Regions from separate parts of the Mus musculus genome. Here region 1 is linked to region 2. The links are chromatin contacts, called in public HiChIP or PLAC-seq maps. All regions are on one chromosome and are shown on one strand. Each heading gives the region's core, a stretch centred on a gene start, on an enhancer-like site or on the middle of the called end of the contact. The rest is flanking DNA. Distances are from core to core; before and after follow the strand shown.

Evidence for each region. HiChIP or PLAC-seq counts read pairs in DNA pulled down with a chosen protein or histone mark.
Region 1: a contact with region 2 is called in an H3K27ac HiChIP or PLAC-seq map of regulatory T cells, with 6 times the contacts expected there. The contact joins the promoter of P2rx7 here to the enhancer-like site in region 2. A contact is called at or near these places in 20 of 39 promoter capture datasets (the 3T3-L1 cell line, 3T3-L1-derived adipocytes, the HPC-7 cell line and 13 more), 10 of 484 Hi-C or Micro-C datasets (the 3T3-L1 cell line, the C10 cell line, CD4 T cells and 7 more), 14 of 115 datasets of contacts at active chromatin or transcription factors (the NIH/3T3 cell line, T-cell acute lymphoblastic leukemia, a beta-TC-6 cell line and 8 more) and 5 of 9 other capture datasets (adipose tissue, embryonic stem cells, liver and 2 more).

The regions. Positions count from the first base shown.
Region 1 is chr5:122,642,061-122,645,796 of GRCm38.p6, reverse strand. P2rx7 (purinergic receptor P2X, ligand-gated ion channel, 7) reads right to left here and starts at 1,870. Exons shown (of 13, transcript NM_011027.4): 1 at 1,599-1,870. The coding sequence starts at 1,723.
Region 2 is chr5:122,473,079-122,476,574 of GRCm38.p6, reverse strand. Atp2a2 (ATPase, Ca++ transporting, cardiac muscle, slow twitch 2) reads left to right here. Exons shown (of 20, transcript NM_001110140.3): 6 at 3,285-3,365. Among named protein-coding and RNA genes, the nearest start is that of Atp2a2, 27 kb to the left of the region's middle. Within about 2 kb of position 1,429, at least 11 of the 459 cell types and tissues checked have an H3K27ac peak or open chromatin away from gene starts, as enhancers often do. A contact at or near this core is called in hepatocytes and regulatory T cells, where this site is marked.

The DNA of each region.
Region 1 (3,736 bases), core at 621-3,120, 170 kb before region 2:
TGAGCATAGCAGCAGGTGCCTGTAAGCCCAACACTGGGGAGGCAGAAACTGTAGGATTCTGGGTGCTTGATGGCCAAGCCAGTCCAGCTGTAAGCTTCAGGTAGCTCACCCCTAGCCTCCACATGCACACAGACCCCCTTACACACCAACAGGCACACACTCAGAGGCCACTCTCACTCTCTGTAAACTACAGCAACACCACACACGTCGTCAAAAGCACCATCCTTATCATCATCAGGGAAACGGGAGCCAAAGCCACAATGAGAGAGCACTTCACACCCACTAGGTTAGTTCCAGTCTGAAAGCCACAGCATCGCCCGTTGGTGAGGATGTGGACAGAGTGGAGACGGATGCTCTAAGGTGAAAAGGTGAAGCTGCCACAGAGGACAGTCTAGCAGTGCCTACCAGGGTGCATGCAGTTGTCACATGACCTAACAAGTCCCCCTCTCCCACCCCAGCCCCAGGTAAACCCAGGAGAGATTAGGACATATGTCCAGGTAACAAAGAGAGAAGCAACCCCAAGTAAATCTGGTGAATGAGTAAGAAGTCTCTAGAGGGCTGTCTACTTATATAGTATTGTACTTACATACAGTGGAGTGTTATCCAGTCATAAATAGTCTACAGCATCAACACACTCGCTCTAACACATACCTGAACACTGAAAACATGCTAAGAGGAAGAGTCAGTCGCAAAGGACCGCATGCCATGTGATTCTATTTATATGAAATATATGTGTGTGTGTATACATACACATATACACATACACATACACATACACATACACATACACATACACATACACACATACATACATACATACATACATACATACATATGTAAATCCACAGGAACAGAAAATGGATTGGTGGGTCCCTGATCTAAGGGACAACCTTTTAGGCTGATAAACAATGTTCTTGTTTGGTTGGTTTTGTTTTTCAAAAAAAGGGTTTCTCTGTGTCGTCCTGGCTGTCCTCGAACTTGCTTTGTAGACAGACAGGCTGGACTCTGCCTCCCCAGTGCTGGGACTAAAGGCATGCACCACCACACTGGGCTGAAAATGTTCTTGATTTTGGTGACCGCTGCACAGCTCGACGAATACATGGAAAGCCATGGACATGAACACTGTAAATCAGTGAAAGTCCGGGGTACACATTTTGTACCTTCATAAGAGGTTTTTAAAGGACCTCCAAGATGCTCTAAAAACGACATTTGCAAACCTGGTTCTATCTCTCCTAAGCAGGAGGATAATTCAGAGCCCACAAGGGAAATCCCCTTATCTCTGTGGGAGCCCAGGGTGTTGGCCTGTGTCTCCCAGGTTCCCCGGGCATGCCCTGCCCTGCTCGCTCATCTTGGCAGGCCTTGGCTGCAGTTGAAAAGGCCAAAGGGAGGCACACAGTCTGCCACCCTCTCTCTCTGCGGCTTCCTCCAGCTACAGCCAAGCACAGCTTCCTCTTACTGTTTCCTCCCAGCGGGCTATGAGAGTGTGTCTCAGATTTAAGGACCCACATAGAATCCAGCCAGTGCACCAGCAGCTGCCTCGTGGGGCTGCCGACGCTGTACAGTGCTGCAGAGATCGGCCCATCCCACGCCCCGCTTACCTAATGTAGGAAAAGACGATCATGTGCAAGACCCACTTGACGGTGCCATAATTCGTGCTCTGGATCCGGGTGACTTTGTTTGTCTCATACTGCAAGACATCGTTCCAGCTGCAGCAAGCCGGCATGGCGACAGGCTCGCTCTGTTCAGGCTGGACTTGGGCTAGACCTACTTCCCAGGCTAGACCACAGCAAACCCTCACCTAGGAGCAGCCAAAGGAAACACACCGATTTCTCAGCAGGAACGGTTAACTTCCAGTTCCTCCAGTGACTGCAGCGGGGGCGGGTCCTGGCAACTGCCCTGAATGTGAGTGGAATAAACAAGAACCAAGTCCTACAGGCCTGGCTGGCAGATGACCCCGCCCCGCTAGCCTCCCCCAGACGCCCGCACAAAGATGGTGTTCAGAAGATGGGCATTTTTAAAATTCCCCCTCCCCACCCCCTTTCCTTGTGCTCTTTTGGAACTCATTTCATTTGAGAGAAAAGGGCAGTCCTTCAAATGTTGTAAGACCCAGTGTGACTCAGACAAGGGCCTAGATGCGACCACTGCCTCAAGCCCCCCCACCCCCACTCAGACCCATCCATTTCTTTTGTTGCCTGTTTGAGACCTGTTCTCAAGCAGCCAGGCTGACCTTAGATTTGTTACTCACTCAAGGCTAGCTATGAACTTCTGATCCTCCTGCCTCCACCTCCCGAGTGCTGGGATTATAGGTGAGCCCCACCGCACCCCACAGAGATTATCCCTTTGTTTTCCGGACAACCCTTTGTTCAGTCCACATGTACAGGTGCACCCGATGACTGAATGGCATCTTTGTCCTCCGCTGCTCCACGGGATACTCTGGTCTGCCAAAGATGGCTGCCAGATCAGATTCATTGTGGGATGGGAAGATTATATCCACGCTTGTCTCACTCTCTCCTCCATCTACACTTCATCCTGCTCGGGACCCGGGAGGTCATCTCATGGTCCAGTCAGTCCTAGACCACCAAGAACAAAGCTGCATCCAGTATCCCTCCTGACCATGGAGACACCTCATGAGAGAGGACCAATGCTATCTCCAAATAGTAGAAGAGGTAGCCTCATTGTAGAATTCTGAGGAAGGTGGAGTTGAGAGGAAATCTTGTTTGGTTGATTTTTTTTTTTTTTTTTTTTTTTTTTTTTTGCTGTGCGGTTTTGTTGTTTTATTCTCTATTTGTTTTGTTTTGAGACAGGGTCTCGTGTAACTCAGACTTCTCTGTAACTTACTGTGAGGCTGAGACTGACCCTTAAGCCTTCATCTTTCCCACACCTCCAGCTCACAAATTCTGGGACTATAGTTGCGAGGGACCACACCAGGGCTGAAACCCTGCTCCGACAGGCTGTAGGAAAGCAGGATGTATAAAGCAGGCCTTTCCCACACGGTTTACACAGTGGATCGGTGGTCCTGGGTGATAAAGACCCGATCGTCCTCAAATGAGGCACCTGCAGAGCCTGGTGTCTGAGGCTCTGTCCTAACGTGGCTATGGCTGCTGCTTCTCTGAGACCTGGAATCTTCCAGGCACAAGTGGGATGTTAGACGTTAGAGAAAGGAAGCAACAGTCACTCAGGCGTTATCCCTCCCTAGGGAGAAAGAACCATCTCCCCGCAAGCATCCCAACCTACTGCTGTCTTGCCTGCTGCATTATGGGCCAGGCAGACTTACATGTTTCCAGCCTAACTTAATTTGTACTTTCTCCTCCTTATGATCTACATCAAGGCCCCTGCCCCTGTTGGCTCCAGTTCAAGGGACTAGAAGGCAGTGATGCTAGATGCGTCTCCCAACCCTCTCTGTTTACTCGGGAGGCCCCGGAGGGGTAAGGGCTTCCCTCTGTAGCCCTCTCTAGCCAGCACACTTTTTTTTTTTGAACATTTATTTATTTATTATATGTAAGTACACTATAGCTGTCCTCAGATACTCCAGAAGAGGGCATCAGATCTCGTTACGGATAGTTGTGAGCCACCATGTGGTTGCTCGGATTTGAACTCGGGACCTTTGGAAAAGCAGACGGCGCTCTTAACCACTGAGCCATCTCGCCAGCCCCTAGCCAGCACACTCTTACCGCTTTCTCTTAACTCTGCCCTGACCTTTGTCGCTACTCTTTCAAAACTCGGAGGAGTACAGTAA
Region 2 (3,496 bases), core at 180-2,679:
ATTTTGTCTTGTTTGGGTATTTCTTTTATCTTAGTTTTTTTGTTTGATTTGATTGTTTTGTCGGAGAGGGGGTGATTTATTTTTATTTTTGTTTTGTGAAAGAGCATAAAGTTGGTGGGTGGGGAGCTAGGGAGAGTCTGGGAGGAGAAAACATGATCAAACATATTGTATGAAAAGCTCTAATCAGAAACAAAACCAGAGTCGCTAAGATGGATTAGCAGTAAAGGTGTCTGCTGCCTTCTGATGACCTGAGTCAATCCGTGGGACCCACATGATAACAGACAACTGACTTCTGAAAGATAGATAACCTCTGACCTTCACACTGGGATGTCCCACACATACAGGTTTTTTGTAATTTAGTGATTGGTTTGTTGAGACAGGGTTTCACAGCTTAGACCTGACTTGCCTGAAATTCAGAGATCCATTTTTGCCTGCAGAGTACTGGTATTAAAAGCATGCAACTGTCACGCCTGGTCTTAAACTTTTTGTTGTTGTTGTTTTGTTTTAATGTCATAATCATTTGGATGTACTCCCTTTGGTATACCGTGAACAAAGTACATTAAAGTGGAAGGTTTGTTTTATTCAGTTGGAATGTTGCTCTTGGTTGCATAAGCATTTCCAGCAGGAATTCTACCTTCACCTGTGTGTGTCCCTGTAGTCAAATGCAAGGATGATCTTAACCCCTGGAGATCTTGGACCTACCTACTAGCTTTGTGTGCTGCCTTGCTTTCCTAGGCGTAGGGTCGTTTCATGCACTAAAACAGCAGGGGTTGCATGTCAGATTCGCCTCATATCAGAGATTTATGTTACAATTCCTAACTAGTAAAATTACAGTTATGAAGAAGCAACAAAATATGGTCGAGGGGTGCCACACACAGCATGAGGAACTGGACTAAAGGGATTAAGCATTGAGAAGGTTGAGAGCCGCCACAGCAGGAAAGTTTTTTAAAAGTTCGCTATATTCTCCTTGGAGAAGGGTTAACAAGTGCAGGGCATACTTCTAGGATAGGATGGCTGCTTTGGCATTTTCTAGACCACTTTGCTTGGAAGTTTTGCACTTTGAGGCTGGAGGCAGTCCCAGGCACTGCTAAGCAGGCTGTCTTCTGAGCATAGCCAGTTCCCATCTTCTTTAAAGTTCCACTAAATGGGCACATTAGTTCTCTTGCAGAGGTGCTGTTCTCAGGGGTACATAGAGCTTGGGTTTTGTCCCTTACTCGGTGTATTTTAGCATTTTGCTTTATACTTACCAAGTGCTCAGCTAGGAGCCCTGTGGGGCTATTACAGGAACTCTACCCAGGAAACAGGTTGTTGACTGAAAGATCTTCAGGTTATGCAAGAGATTTATTTATTAGATAATTTAAAAGGTACTAAAGGTTATAGGGTGAAATGTCTCTCTCCACTGTGGCCTGGAAACCCAGTGGTGCTCATTTGTTAAACATTACAGCACTATCAGCTCTGTGTGTGTGGTTCTCTCCTGTGATTTCCCATGTGATGTACAGGTACCTTAGGAAATTTTCACCACAGTGTGTAAAGTGGTCACAGCTTTCACTGCTTACAAAAATTTTGAGCAAAGTCATAAAATTAAGCTTTATAAAAGTATAATGTTGGCCTGGAGAGATGGCTCAGCAGTTAAGAGTACTGACTGCTCTTCCAGAAGTCCTGAGTTCAAATCCCAGCAACCACATGGTGGCTCACAACCATCTGTAATGGAATCTGACGCCCTCTTCTGGTGTGTCTGAAGAGTGCAATGGTGTACTCATATTAATAAATAAATCTTTAAAAAAAAAAAAAGAATGTTGCAGCTTTGAGACAGCAACAGAAGTCCTGTCCATGTTTCATTTCCCTTGTATCCTGATTTCCGTGTCTAGAAGCACAGGTAAAGTATGATAATCAATTAGCTAGTCATACTCTGTGACACGGAATACTGGATGAGCTCTTTATATACATGGTTCTTCTTTAGCACTGAGAGAATTTTCATTAATTTCTGCATTTGTCTTGCTTTTTACATTATTTGGAGGTCTGGGGACAACCTGAGACAGTCTGCTCTCTCCCTCTATTGTGGGGATCAGATCAGCCTTCAAGTGACTACCCACTGCACAATCTCACTGACCTACCTCCTACCTCTAGCTTTTTACTTAATTTTTACGATTTGTGTTATTATGTTATTGTGTGATTTGTGTTATTGTGTTATTGTGTGTGAGATGTGAGATGTGGGAAGAGACTTTGTGAAGTCCCCCCACCCCCCATGGGTTCTGAGAACTGAACCCATGGAACTCTCATTTCTATGCTTGCATGGCAAGCTATAATTAACAACCCATCCCCCCAGCCTTGTTTGTTCTTTCTCACCCCTATGGAAGCTGGCAGAAGTTTAGACGTTGTGAAGTAAGAGTCATATTACCATATAGCTTCAACTCAGGTCTGTTTTCTTATTTCTTGACACTTGGAAGGTAAAATAGCATTTCTACTGCTGTGTATTTGTTTTGTGACATAACTGATGGAACTATTTGTTTGTTGTCTCTGTTGCTTTTCTGATGGATGTTCCTGTGTATTTCAGAAATATTCTGTGTGTGTGTCTGTGTCTGTGTATGTGTTCGGCCTCAGATTCAATGCACCATTGAGGGAGAGCTTGCAGTCTTGATCTTCTGGTTGGAATTACAATGTGGGTACCATAGGTAGCCACTCAGTTCTAGGGACCATGCCCTGTCTACCACCTGACCCCCCCCCAGCCCCCATCTAGCTTGCTTTAAATACAAACTACATTGTAGTGTATGTTGTGTTTACAAAAAGATCAAGAAGGGGGGGATATGTTCTATGAAGGTGTAGTCAGGTATGGGGGAGGGGTGCCTCAGTGGGCCCATGCTAAGACATCCCTTCCCCCTGAGGGACAGCCACGTAACCATATAGTATGGGGAGAGGGGAGTCAAGAGAATAGTAGAGGCAGAGAGAGAGAGTAGAGAAGTAGAGGCCGGCCATGATCCCATGGGGAGAAAGGAGCAAGAGAGCAAGGAGGGAGGGTGCAAGCAGCCCCTTTTATAGTGGGTTAGGCCTGACTGTTGCCAGGTAACTGTGCTGGAGCTTAGACAGAATGCTAACAGTGTACATTGGCCATATTCTACCCTTAATCTGTTCACTCTGCTCAGAAATAGAGACCTATTTACCCATTGTGTTGTATGCAAGGTATTTGGTTTTAAAAAGCATGTTTGATATGGAATCATTCATCTTTAGGTAACCATAAAAGTTGCTCACTTTAACTGACCCCTCCCCCCTTTTAATCTCTTAATTAGTTGGTGACAAAGTTCCTGCTGATATTAGATTGACATCCATCAAGTCTACAACTCTAAGAGTCGACCAGTCAATTCTTACAGGTAAGTATTATATATATATTGGAAAATCACTCAAATTTGAAGCCTCTTATCTCTCAGCTATATGTACCCCTTTATGGGATCCTACCCTAACCTTCTCTAAGATACTTTATTTCTTAGTTATCATGATCCAG